Linked DNA regions of Mus musculus: regions 2, 3, 4 and 5 are each linked to region 1. Evidence: chromatin contacts called from public promoter capture Hi-C data. All regions are on one chromosome and are shown on one strand. The core of a region is the stretch at or near the end of the contact, and the rest is flanking DNA. Distances in the headings are between cores, read along the strand shown. Region 1 holds the start of Lrrn4cl (LRRN4 C-terminal like). Region 2 holds the start of Myrf (myelin regulatory factor). Region 3 holds the start of Rtn3 (reticulon 3). Region 4 holds the start of Rab3il1 (RAB3A interacting protein (rabin3)-like 1). Region 5 has its middle 12 kb from the start of Gm50340.

The links. Promoter capture Hi-C pulls out the DNA fragments that hold promoters and counts their contacts. Capture Hi-C pulls out chosen DNA fragments and counts their contacts.
Region 2: a contact with region 1 is called in a promoter capture Hi-C map of cranial neural crest. A contact is called at or near these places in 1 of 39 promoter capture datasets (cranial neural crest) and 1 of 130 datasets of targeted methods (embryonic stem cells).
Region 3: a promoter capture Hi-C map of adipose tissue shows a contact between it and region 1, with 2.4 times the contacts expected there. A contact is called at or near these places in 2 of 39 promoter capture datasets (cranial neural crest and hematopoietic stem and progenitor cells), 1 of 130 datasets of targeted methods (embryonic forebrain) and 1 of 9 other capture datasets (adipose tissue).
Region 4: a promoter capture Hi-C map of hippocampal neurons shows a contact between it and region 1, with 2.9 times the contacts expected there. A contact is called at or near these places in 2 of 39 promoter capture datasets (the 3T3-L1 cell line and hippocampal neurons).
Region 5: a promoter capture Hi-C map of the HPC-7 cell line shows a contact between it and region 1, with 9 times the contacts expected there. A contact is called at or near these places in 11 of 39 promoter capture datasets (the 3T3-L1 cell line, the C10 cell line, the HPC-7 cell line and 7 more) and 1 of 484 Hi-C or Micro-C datasets (pro-B cells).

Annotation. Positions count from the first base shown.
Region 1 is chr19:8,849,491-8,852,064 of GRCm38.p6, reverse strand. It overlaps Lrrn4cl (LRRN4 C-terminal like), which reads right to left and starts at 1,297. Exons shown (of 2, transcript NM_001013019.3): 1 at 953-1,297; 2 at 1-410. The coding sequence starts at 405.
Region 2 is chr19:10,239,459-10,242,032 of GRCm38.p6, reverse strand. Myrf (myelin regulatory factor) reads left to right here and starts at 1,285. Exons shown (of 26, transcript NM_001033481.1): 1 at 1,285-1,474. The coding sequence starts at 1,429.
Region 3 is chr19:7,482,019-7,484,592 of GRCm38.p6, reverse strand. It overlaps Rtn3 (reticulon 3), which reads left to right and starts at 1,302. Exons shown (of 9, transcript NM_001003934.2): 1 at 1,302-1,654. The coding sequence starts at 1,510.
Region 4 is chr19:10,016,891-10,019,464 of GRCm38.p6, reverse strand. Rab3il1 (RAB3A interacting protein (rabin3)-like 1) reads right to left here and starts at 1,271. Exons shown (of 10, transcript NM_144538.3): 1 at 1,106-1,271. The coding sequence starts at 1,116.
Region 5 is chr19:9,910,102-9,912,675 of GRCm38.p6, reverse strand. No RefSeq gene overlaps it. Among named protein-coding and RNA genes, the nearest start is that of Gm50340, 12 kb to the right of the region's middle.

The DNA.
Region 1 (2,574 bases), core at 48-2,547:
AACTGTAGCATTGAGAGGGGCACTCTTCTGTGGAGCCCCGTTGCTTTCCCAAAGCAGAAGCCAGTAGTGGCTGACTGGAGAGAAGGGAGCACACCAGTGAACCACTGCGTAGCCTTCTTCAGCCATTATTTGCACTTCTCCCAGGCGAGGAGGCTCTGGCTGTTGATCTTCCCTGGAGAGCCCTGGGCACAGGCAGGCTACTGGCCCAACCTTCTGCAGCTCCTGGCAGGACACCTGCAGGTGGCGGCAACGGTCATAGTCGCAACGGACAGCTAAGGAAGGTGTAGCTACTGTCACATCATCCTCTTCCCCTTCCTGGTAGTCTTCCAGGGTCAAGATCTGAGGTTGGGAAACCAAGGAGGTGGTCATGGCTGCCAGCCACAGAAGGGAAAGAGAGCCCAACATGGAGTCTGGAAGAGAAAGAGTGAATGGGTAAATGCTGTCAGCCCTGTCTTCCAGGGCTATGTGAAGTATGTGAAAAGTACACTATGTGAAAAGTACAACATAGAATCAAGACCGAAAGAGGTGGGCTGAGACATACAGTCATTGTCAACTGGCTTTTCAGAAGCCAGTGTTCTGGATTTTTGGCTGGTCTAAGGCTGCCCTTCAACTCTGTCTACACCTCCAAATCATTAGAATTATTAACATCACAAATGACTGCTTTGTTTGGGATAAAAATAATGAAATACGGCCCCACAGGAGAGAGAGATGTTTGGGAAGCACCGTGCAAAGTGCTAGAAGCAGGCATCTAATGGATAAACAAAAGTGCTGGGGAAAGAGGTAGAGGAAAGGATTTATTCAGTTTGGGGAAGAAAGGTGGACTGAGTCCACAGCCATCCTGAGAAATAACCAATCTAGAGCAATGCTTAGTAAGATTTACAAAAATCCAGAGAGAAGGCAGGAGATGAAGGAAGAAAGGGCGGCGGTGGGCACTGGAGTCCTCCCTCCCTACCTGCATTTGTACAAATCCCGCTCAGGCAATTCAGACTTCTCTCTGTGCACCCTCTTCCCGGGACCCACAGTAGCCCCTCACCAGTGGGTAGGCCTCGTCACAGTGAGGGTTTGCCCCCAGATATCCGTGGCTATCAGGCGGAGAGGCCACTGTCAGGTTGTATCTTCAATTCTATTTTGGTTGAGAACTTTTATACTCCTCAACTCTGATGTCATCACCTAGCCCCTGTGTGCCAAGAAGAGGGCTGGTTCCCTCAGAGGGACTGAGTCACGGGGCCAGGGAGAGGGGAAGCCACATGCAGCGGTTTCAGCTGGAGGCCAGGATGCCTGGGTTCTGACAGAGGAATGAAATGTGGAAAGCAGCCAGGAACTGAGAATCCAAAGGCTGCAGTCATGTGAAAGGATGGGGAGAGGAGTATTATCGGAGGAGGGAGGGAGGGAGGGCACCTGGCTGGTATCAGACAGGAAAACATCTGTGGATGGCTTGGGGCCTAAATTACAAAAAGCTGTTTTGGTAAAAATCCTTCCGCGTTCATGGCAGTCATTTCCTGTCTTCTGCCTCCCAATGGACAGAAAAGGGAGGGGTGTAAAGTCCAGAGTGATGCTCTCCGGGCACGCCCTCCTCTGACCCCCTCCCCTGAGGGAGATGAGAATCACATGCTAGAGCAGGATGCCTCTTACTGGCCAGGACAGGGTTTCTTCCCCAGGTTATGGACGGAAAGAGCTACATTGAGTGTGGTGGTGCATGCCTGAATTTCTTAGCACTAGGGAGGCTGAGGACGATCACTAGGAAACAGCCTGCGTAACATAGTGAGACCCTACCTCAGAAAATAAGCCAAAGCCATAACGCTTGTAATTCAGTACTTGGGATCTGTGGCAGAAGAGTTGCTAAAGGTTTGAGGCCAGCCTCTAAGAATGTTTAAAACTTAATAATAAAAAAGGAAGAAAACAGCCTGGCGTGATGGCTCATGCCTTTAATCCCAGTACTCGGGAGGCAGAGGCAGGCGGATTTCTGAGTTCGAGGCCAGCCTGGTCTACAAAGTGAGTTTCAGGACAGCCAAGGCTACACAGAGAAACCCTATCTTCAAAACAAAACAAAACAAAACAAAAGCAGTACAGGGCTAGAGAGATGGCTTAGTAGTTAAGAGTATTGGCCAGGGGGCTGGTGAGATGGCTCAGTGGGTAAGAGCACCCGACTGCTCTTCCGAAGGTCCAGAGTTCGAATCCCAGCAACCACATGGTGGCTCACAGCCATCCGTAACAAGATCTGACTCCCTCTTCTGGTGTGTCTGAAGACAGCTACAGTGTACTTACATATAATAATAAAATTTAAAAAAAATGGCCCCGTGGGCTTATATATTTAAAAAAAAAAAAAAAAAGAGTATTGGCCAGTCTTCCAATTTCAAATCTTAGCACTAGATGGTGGCTGTGTGGGCTGGTCTTATGTCAAGTTGACACACAAACTAGTCATCTAAAAGGGAGAAATCTTGAGACAAGCTCCACAACATCTGGCTGTAAGGTATTTTCTTAACTAGAGATTGGTGGTGGAGGGCCCAGCCCATCATGGATGGGGGCATCCCTGGGCTGGTCATCTTTGGTTCTATAAGAAAGCAGGCTGAGCAA
Region 2 (2,574 bases), core at 36-2,535, 1.4 Mb before region 1:
CTTGGTAGCAATGGTTAAGTGAGCCACGCAGAAAGCAGTTGAAGCTGAGGTCATTGTTACAAGTGGAGAGAGATGAGCCAGGTTTCTGAGAAACCAGGGCAAGAGGTTTAGATGTCAGAGTGCAAGGAGAAACCACTGGTTTTACCAAAGGCATGGTGGTATGATCTGACTTCTGCTTCATAAAGAATTAGTTGGGAGGACTGTAGAGGAATCATTAGGAGAGATGCTGTGTAATGGGGGCAAGATGGAGGTGAGAGTCCAAACAGGAGACACGATGGTTTCATCCCTATGTGATTTCAGATTAAACATCAGGTAGGGCAGCAGGGAGTAAGAGTATAACTCTTAGTGGTGGTGGCACACGCCTTTAATCCCAGCACTTGGGAGGCAGAGGCAGACAGATCTCTGAGTTTAAGGCCAGCCTGGTCTACAGAGTGAGTTCCAGGACAGCCATGGCTACCCAGAAAAACCTGTCTTGAGGAAAAATAAAGAATGGCTCTCATTAAACTCTGAACCCTATTGACCTTGAACTGTACTGCCTAATACTACCAAGGTCACACATAACTAATTATGCTCAAAATAATTAAAATAAAACAAAGCTGAAAAGTCAGGAGCTCAATCCCCAGAGCCATATTTCAGATGCTCAGCTGCCACTGTGGCTAATGACAACACCTAGAGTATTTCCACCATTCTAGAAAGTTCTATGTAGAAGCACTTCTCTAGAGGGCACTCATTAATCCTTAGCTTCCTCATCTGTAAATGCAAATTGTAATAGTTCCAGACAGGTGGCAAATGCCTTTATTCTCAACACTAGGGAAGCGGAAGAAGGCGGATCTCTCTGAGTTTAAGGCCAGACCTACATAGATTCGGTGTGCGTTGGGCCTTGGGGGGTGGGGGTGGGGAGTGGGGAAGTGGGTGTGTACCTCCCTAACAAAGACCTGCCGGAATTAACAGAGTTTAACACCTATAGAGTACTTAGCACAGAGTATCCCTTTGTTACCTGGGATAGGGTGAATACGAAAAGGAATAGGAGCTATCTCTGAGATCTGGTACTGAAAACCCTCAGATTCATAATCTGGAACCCTACCTATACCAGAAAAGAGTGAAAAGCGACTAATCCACAGACTTTAAGGCAAGGCAGTACCCAGGACACCACCGCCGCGTCGAGCGCCCCCTGCAGACGACGCGGCACCCTGCTACCCGAGGTTGCGGCTCTGGGCGTACCGCCAGAGGGCGCTGAGGGCGGCGGGCGGGGCGCGGGGCAGGCGGAGGCCGGGCTAGGGCTGCGGGGAGCGAGCGTGAGGAGAGCCTGGCCGGACTGTACCGGGAGCCCAGCCGGGACTGTCGCGCGGGCCGCGCCGGCGATGCCGCGCCCCCGGGCCAGGCTGTAGCGGGGCTGCGGCCGGAGCGCACGCGGCGGGCAGGCGGGCCATGGAGGTGGTGGACGAGACCGAAGCGCTGCAGCGCTTCTTCGAAGGTGAGAGACCGCGGGGTTGGCTGGGCGATCAACCTCCTGCTCTGGGATAGGCCAACCAGTCTCCCTGAGGACAGGAGACCCATGGGGTTTCCACCATGCACCCAGAAAGGACCTCCAGAAAGCCTCCTTTTTGGCAGGGACTCTACTTCAGACTGGCAACAGCGAGGTGAATGGCTTCGAGATAGGGAGTCTCTAGATGTCTGCCCAAGCCCGTTGGACTTGGGTTTCCCCGAATCGGCCTCCAACACTCAACTTCCTTGGGGATGGGTTCCTTCTGTGCTCGGCTCTCCTCGAAGCCTTTCGGGTCCTGCGGTCCCTGAATGGTGATACTCCAACCCTCAGCACACTTCTCTAGTCTGAGGACGCTGTACTCCACCCATACCAGCCTCTTTCTTACTCCATCTAGCCTGGGACTTCCCTTTTCCCTTAAGGCTGGGACCCCAGAGCCTAGCCTACCTTCTAGGAGCAGGGACCTCCTGACTGTGCTTCCTGGAGGCTGAGACATCCTTGGAGGCTGTCACCTGTCTTGGGCAATGCTGCTTCCTCCACTAAGGCTGAAATAAATGCTCCTCTAAGCAGCTACTACTTCCTTGCCTGGGGCAGGACCTTCTCTTTAGTGTGATTTCCTAGAGATGGAACTCCCTTGAAGCTGGCTGACATCTCTGTCACCAGCAACCTCTGCCCTAGGAGACCTCCAATGCTGTAAATGGCACCCCACCAGCCCCTATGAGGCGCCTCAGGGTTGGGTCCCTCACACCTGACCCAGGAGCTGACCTGGTCCCCCCCTCACCTTGACCTGAACTTCTCCAGTAGGATCTATGTACGCTCCATTATATATGTTTTCCTCACCTCCCCCACCTCCCAACCCCCACATTGATTTTAGAGTCTGGTCCTGGTCTAAATACTGCCTCAGCTTTTCCTGAACAGACCCTGCCCCTCCCCCCATGAAAGCTGGGTTCAGGAGGGAAGGGGCTGGTGTAGGAGGGGGAGGGGAAGTGCAGGCTGACATCTCCCAGCCTGCTGGGTTTCTCAGACCCTTATTGGAGACCGAGGCACTTGAACACCTTTTGTATCTATCCCCACTATGTTGAGAAACTATT
Region 3 (2,574 bases), core at 53-2,552, 1.4 Mb after region 1:
CTGACTTTAACATAGACTTTAAGAAAAAAATACTTAAGCATTCACCAAAATAAGTAATTGGATTCCTGATTACTGGCATACAGTTCCCTTTGCCATCGTTCTCTGGCACTCAACAGCATCGGGGGACAGTTTGCTGCACTATCAATTGATGCCTGCCGTTGAGTGACAGAGTAAGATATTTTCCAGAGTCATTTTGGGAAATATCCTGGATCGTTTTCAGAACACTGCAACAACCAAGATGCTATCTGAGCTTTATTTGACCTTAAAAAACTGTCTAGGACAGATGCGGTCCACAGCTTGTTCCCCATCTGCAGCAGCCTGCTTGCCTAGCGCTCCCTCTGTGAGTTAGCATCTTTACAGAATTTGCTGAATCTGCAATTGCACTTTGGGTCATAGATTGCTACTTAGCAACATCAAATCCCACAGCTTTATCATCATTATGTACTTAAAATTTAAAAAGAACAAAATTTGACATAAATTGATGTCCAGTTTCAAATGTCATTTTTTGGGGGACTCATCTTAGGACATGAATAAAATTCAGTATTATGAGTATCTGTGCCTCATTTTTAATACCTCATTTCATGTCCACTCCATTCCCCCAGTCCCAACCAAGACGTTTTCTCCTGGTTTTCCTTTCCTCGGCAGCTTCTTTTTTATTTTCCAAAGTATGTTTTTTGTAGCTCAGAACATAGCTCAGAGAAAAGACAACCTGAAGCCTCTTTGGGAAGAAAAACAAGATAAAAATATGAAGCCGATTCTGTGCCTGCATTGCAATGTGATTGGAATGAGTAATAGTTTCTCATTCTGTTTAGCATCTTTCTCCACCTATCAAACATGGGACTGTACCATGCCTGCCTCGGTGGGGCGATATTACGACACGACCAGATAATTCAAAAAGAACATTACAGAGGGGGGGTCTTTAAATATTGTACTCTTTGGAGTCACAGGCTGGTACGTATCAGGCAAAGACATCAATTAGGATTTATAATAAAAAATTTGTAGCTTATGAAGGCATAAAGAAACATAATCTGCCAGCTAGAAAACATTCACATAAACAAGTGGAAGGTGGGGAGACTGGGCACGGTTAATCTGTAGCAGGGGCTGCAGTGGCGGGCCGGTTCTAGAGTTTAGCCACGCCCCTTACGTCAGGCTTTCCCCCATTCCCCCACCCCCTACCCCTCACCCCCGAGAGGCCTGCCCCACCCGCGGGCCCAGTCACTGCGTCCTTTCCTGCGGGAGCGCAGAGGGACAGTTCTTGCGCCTGCGCATTGCGTCGCTGCGCGCCTCCGAGGCCGCCGCCCGCGCGTCCAGGCTCTTTGTGCGCATGCGCGCTCGCACTCCTTCTCTCCCTGCGGAGCTCGGCTGAGTCAGTCAGTCTGTCGGAGTCAGTCTTCCGAACAGGCGTCGCCGGGAACTTCGGAGAGCCAGCTGCTGGATTATTCTGTGTCCCCTCCCACTCTCCCGCCCTACGTCTCTCTTCACCCTTCTCCCGCCCTTGCTCGTACAGCCATGGCGGAGTCGTCAGCGGCCACTCAGTCCCCGTCAGTCTCCTCGTCGTCCTCCGGGGCCGAGCCGTCAGCTCTCGGCGGCGGCGGCGGGAGCCCTGGAGCCTGCCCCGCCCTGGGGGCGAAGAGCTGCGGCTCCTCGTGTGCGGGTGAGGCGCGCGTGGGGCTTGGTCCCTGGGGAGCGCGAGCTACTGGGTCTCCGGGAAGGGGCGAGCGACCTGTCTGGGCCGTGGGCGGCTTTAGTCTCTTGGCGGGCATTTGAGGAACAGGCTAAGGGGGAGGGGAGCGAAGGACCGAGGTGAGGAAATAACGGGGTGTGAAGAAAACAGGTTGGGGGCGGGGTGGTGAACTAGAGTGGGCGTTGACGCTGACCCCCTGCAAGGGAGGGCACCGCAGTGGGGTGAAAACGGAGAAAGGCTATGTGCACCCAATGGATCGAGTGCTGGAGGCCCGAGAGCCCTAGGGTGGGTCGGGGGGTGGGGGTGACTTAGAGCAGGATTAGCGAGCCTCAGGGGATTGTGACAGGTGGGACGTAGGAGAAATGAAGTCGCTAGGATTTTGAGAGGGGTAGTGGTGGAAAAGGTGGCGTTGCAGGTTTGCAGACCGGTTGACACAATCTTAAATGGATGATATAGCCTTCCAAAAAAAAATTTTTTTTTTTTTTTGTTCGCCAGAAGGATCAGGAAGTTCTGTTACTGTTTTTGGCTAAACTGAATGCCAGATTTTTTTTTTTTTTTTTTTTTTTTTCTGAGACTCTGAGGTAGATGAGGCGTGATGAGAATAGCATGGGAAGATTTGGGAGGGAGCTGCTGATAGTCCAAGATGGATCCTTGGCTGCATCTGCAACACAGCCGGCTCTTCACCGGTGGTGCATCGTGGGGGTGGGGACACGCAGTCAGTTGCTATATTCTAGAAGATAATAAATACAGTCTTGCCAAGCCATCACCATGTTTTGATTTCTTGTTTTCGATGGCCTATTCTCAATAGCAGCATAACAAAAGGGAACGATTGCTGCAGGGGAAAGAATTCAGACAAAGCCTGGGCTGCTTGAACCCCCTTCTCTCTTGTG
Region 4 (2,574 bases), core at 22-2,521, 1.2 Mb before region 1:
GTCTCGGTCCACCCAGCAGAAAGGCTCACAGCTTCCTTCAGACCAGGCTGCTCCTCAAACACACAGCCCCAGGCACATGCATTCCTCCAAGCACAATTGCCTCCACCAGAGGCAGGCACCAGGAACCCACCCAAAACACTTCCCAAGCCTAGCTAGCCTCCTTCCCTGGAGCAACTCTCCAAGAAACACAGGCTGACTTCTGCTCCCTCTAAAAGATCAAGCCAGCCCACACCCCACAGGAGCTCAGTTCTAGTGCCCTGGCCGTGTCGAAGCTGCATGGTTCCCCTAGCATTTCGACTCCAATCAGCTGGGGTCCGTGAGAGTAAATAGATCTCACCTGTTCCCCTCCCCAGGGCTCTCCTCCTTCCGCCTATCCTCTGCCTATCCTGAAACAGTCCTTAGCAGGAACAACCGCAAGACCTAGTCTTTGCAGTCCTGGAAGGAGGAGGCGTTTGTCTATTTAGACAAGAAAGAACATCAACCTATGTGAACAGGGAGCAAGGTCTCCTCCTATTAGACTGGCCAAGAACAGGAGTCAGCTTCAAGAACCGATGGCCCTAACAGATGGAAGTGAGGATGAGGGGTGGGAAAGGGGTTCACCCAGGACTCAGGGTCTGTGCCTATCTCCCTCCAGACTGTGGGAAGGTACCACCCACCTCACATCTTGAATCAGAAGGTTCTAGTCAACTAGCTAGGGATGGACCTTGGAGAGACACAGCTAGCTTTCTCAACTGCACTGCTTCTCCAGAGTTCATGGGTGTGCTCTCCTTTAAATACGTGCCCCAGATTTACTTTTGAGGTATGCATACTACTATGCACCACCCCCACTACCACTTCTCTCATGCACTCCACTGGAGCTAGGAGTTGGAGGGGGTCACCCTTCTCACCCTGGGGCAACTCAGATCGGTCCTGCCAAGGTCCTTTCAGCTCTCGGGCTGCAGTGTGTCCTCATGCTACAATGCACCTCGCTGCTGCAGGCAGGGCTGAGAGTACAGATTATCTCCCAAGTGGGGTGCAAACAACAGCAGTGAGCCCCTGTTCACCCATCCCAGGAGGCCAGCACGGCCCAGACGGAGCGCAGAGCCACCGGCGTGCAGGGACCTACCCGCTCCACATCCCAGCGTCTCCGCCGTAGCCGCGTCCTCGCGCGCCGCCAACTCTGCCGGGGGCCCCAGAGCTGCCCTGCCGCCTGTCAATCGCTCCACCGCCAGTCTGTCCCGCTGGCCGCCCTGGGTTTGCGGCTCCGCCCCACCGGAGCCCTTCCCCTGCCCTGGGCGGGTCACGTGTCTGAGAGGCGGGCCCCAGGCCACGTGCCCGGTCCCGCCCCTTTGCCGGCCCAGCCCTGTCCCTCTTGCTGCCTGGGGACAATGACCCGCCAGAGTGAACGGGACTGGTTCCATCATCTTGCATCCAGAGCTGGCCTCCGCCTTTCCCTATCACTTTCTGCCTTGCACTTTTGGTCCACCCTTGTTTGAGAACCTACAATGGCTCTCGGGGGTGGTCTCAGCTCTGTTTCTCGCTCAGATTGTCACTCAAAGTGGACAAACAGCTCCTGTACCCTCATTCAGACTTCTAGCCCTGTTACCGGTCTCTGGAGCTCTTAGATGGCATCAATCCCTGATTGACACTGGGCTTCTGGGAAGGGGGCGGGGCAGACCCTGAACAAGTTATCATTCGTTGAGCAGTTTAAGCTAAGAGAGCGCTACCTTGGCCCAATCTTACCAGCTCTACTTCCAGGTCCCTCCTCTTGCATCTCTGAATACTCTGTTCGTCCCTGCCTTTCAAGCCATCCTAAGCACAGGAGACGTCTCTGCCAACTTCGCTAGCACCTGTCTGTCCCAGGTACTTAAAAAAAGATTTGTAAAAAGCTTAGTCACCTGTCCCTCAGTTCCTATGCCCTCCTTTTATCCTGGCTCTAACCACTGACCTGAATGAAGTTCAGCCTCAGATCAGGATCCAATAAGTAGAGCCCATAGTCAACCTCTCCTTGAGTACTGCTAGACCAGCTCCCACAGGCAGCGTCTACAGTGCTCCCTGGGCTTGTAAGAACACATTTCACTCATCCATCTACACAACAGCCGCCCCTTCTGAACTGCTAAGGACCACGTGAAACGAAGAAATTCTCCAGGCTGGAACCCCAGCCTCCCTCTCTCCTTTCCCTTAGCCCCCTCTTCTCTGAGGGTGTTGGTCATGTACCACCTAGATTGGTCTCCAGCTTCTGGGCTGAACTAATACTTTCTCCTCAGCTCCCTCAGTGACTACGACCACACGCTTGGCTTATGGAATTCCAGTATGGTAAATGGTAGGAGAATGGGAGACCTGCTTTAAAGGACCTCTACTGCCAGAACCTTGACTTGCCTAGGACCCATCTTCACCAACTAATAGTGGCTCTTTTCAAAACAGAAAAGCCAGGGTGTGGTGGCACACACCTTTAATCCCAGCATTCTGGAGGCAAAGACAGGCAAGATCTCTGAGTTCAAGGCCAGCCTGCTCTACAATGTGAGTTCCAGGACAGCTAGGACTGTTACACAGAAAAACTCTGTCTCAAAAAGCCAAAAAAACAAACCAAAATAA
Region 5 (2,574 bases), core at 41-2,540, 1.1 Mb before region 1:
ATCCAAAGTTCACCAAACTGGAATTAAAAAAATTTTTTTACTTGTTTGTTTATTTATTTAATATATGTGAGTACACTGTCACTCTCTTCAGACACACCAGAAGAGGGCACTGGATCCCATTACAGACGGTTGTGAGCCACCATGTGGTTGCTGAGAATTGAACTCAGGACCTCTGGAAGAGCAGCCAATGCTCTTAACCGCTGAGCTGTCTCTTCAGCCCCCAAACCAGAATTTTAAGGAACTTAGCTTAGATTCAATTGAGATAACAGATTTCATGAAATTTAGTGGACTCTTATTCTGATTAGGGTTTTGCATGATCTAGCTCTGATATTACAGGGTTGCTGCCAGCTCATCTGCATGTTAGTACCCACACAAGGGAGTAGATGGCTCTGGATTGTACCCACCAAGACCAGACCCTCAGATTCTTAGGAGCTTCCTCTTACTGTACTGCTAAGAAAACTGACTTTGACAACGGCCATTTCTGCGCACATTACTGAATTTTCATGCGCTAGAAAGTAGCCACCCAGCTCTCTTGGCTGCTTGCTCTGTTACAAAGCGTCAGTTTCAGTTATGAAGCTGTGTAGTCTTTAGGGGGGACAGGTCAACCATTATCAAGTTGACATTATTAGGGTAGTGAGGGGATCCCAAAAACAAGTCTGGGAACATTCAGGCCCCACTTGCTAACAACAGGACACTTATTTTCCTCCTTAGTACTCCAGATCAATGGGTTTCAATCTATGGGTCATGATCTCTAGGAGGGTCGAGAGACCCTTTCTCAGGGTTGCATATCAGATATTTACATTATGATTCATAACAGTAGCAAAATTACAGTTATGAAGTCTGGACAAACTTTACGGTTGGTTCACCAGGACATGAGGATCTGTGTTAAAGGGTGGTGGCACTAGAAAGGTCGAGACCTACTGCTCCAGACCACTATGACTTAGGAGGCTGAATTATAGAGTAGCTTGGTGAAGGAGGGAAGCCAAGTGAGGCTCCTTAATCCTCCCCACCGAAGTGAGTTAAGTCTTGTCAGTTAAAGGGCTTCAGATCTGAAAACAGAAAGTTACTGCCCCCTAGTGGACACAGAGCATGGGGCTCGTCTCTCAACCCGGAAATTAAAATTTGATTTCCGTGGAGCTGAATTTGTCTTGGGAGACTCTTCTGAAGCCATCTGCCGTCTGCTCCAGGTCTATCATTTTGAGGTGGAGACACTGATCCCACCCCTACCACCGCAGCCACACAGCAGTGTGCAAGCCATTACCTCATACTGCCCTTCTGTAAACAGCACAGCACATATTTCAACCTGGCTGTAGACTTCTGCACTGTCCTTCTGTGGCAGGGGAAGAAAGTGCAGAGTTCAGGAAGTGTCACCCCCCACTCTTTTTTTTTGTCCATAGTGAATATTTCAAAATGAGAGCGCCAGGGTTAAAGGCCTTCATATTAAGGAGGGACTTTTCAGAAGTTTCCTTATCTGACCAAATAGATCCTGCACATGTCCCAGGGGAGGAAATGGAAGACTATTACCTATTTTTCTGATCTAATTTATTTCCTGAGAGCTTCTTCTTCCCAGACAATGAAAGTAAAGTTACTTTGAAGAAAGACATACCATGTTTGAAAGTGATGTCTAATTGAGTGGCAGACAAATCAGAAAAAGATTTGACAGAATAGGATATGTCCAGCTCTCATGAGAAGAGAGAGGAAAGGGAAGCTACTTTAAGAGAGCAGGAGGGACAGAGAGAGAGAGAGAGAGAGAGAGAGAGAGAGAGAGAGAGAGAGAGAGAGAGAAGATGAATGAATACGTGAGAGTTTATTCTGTAAGGTTACAACAAAGAACAGAGCCCAAGGCCTGGACAGTCATTGGTCTACTTTTTTTTTTTTTTTTCTGAAATGAAAGACTCTGAAAGGAGCCCCTTGCTCGGGCCTCAGGACAATAGTGTACCCCCAAGAACTCACGAGAGACCAAGCTTGATGCAAACCACATGAGGCTTTATTTGGGGAAAACCAGAGCTCTGGGGACGACTCATATCCCACGCAGGGGTAGAGGAGTCGACCTCGAGGGGAAAGAAGTCCCAGTTTTTATAGGCCCTCAGGGGGGAAAGGAGAAGGGATCTAAACAATGTCTATTCTCAGGAAATGGGTATGGGAGGGGTACAAGGAAAGAGTCTGGTGCAGGTGTAGCAACTCTGGATTGGCCCGGCTGTGGTTGCTGGGGAGATTTTCTGACTCTATCTTAGCAACCAATATCACAAACACTTGGCAGTGAGGTGCAGCAGTGGACACACACCTGGGTTCAAGGAACAGGCCAGAACATTGGCAGACACACGGGTTCAAGGAGCGGCCAGAGCATTGTGCACCTCTATTTATCTAAATCAGTGAAGCTAGTTCTGCTAACAATGAAATCTATTTTGCCAATTTCAGGGCTTCTGTGACCTTTTATATTTTATATTTTGTCAGGATCTTTCAGAGACAGGGTTTCTCTGTGTAGACCTGGCTGTCCTGGCACTCACTCTGTAGACCAGACTGGCCTCGAACTCAGAAATCCACCTGCCTCTGCCTCCCAAGTGCTGGGATTAA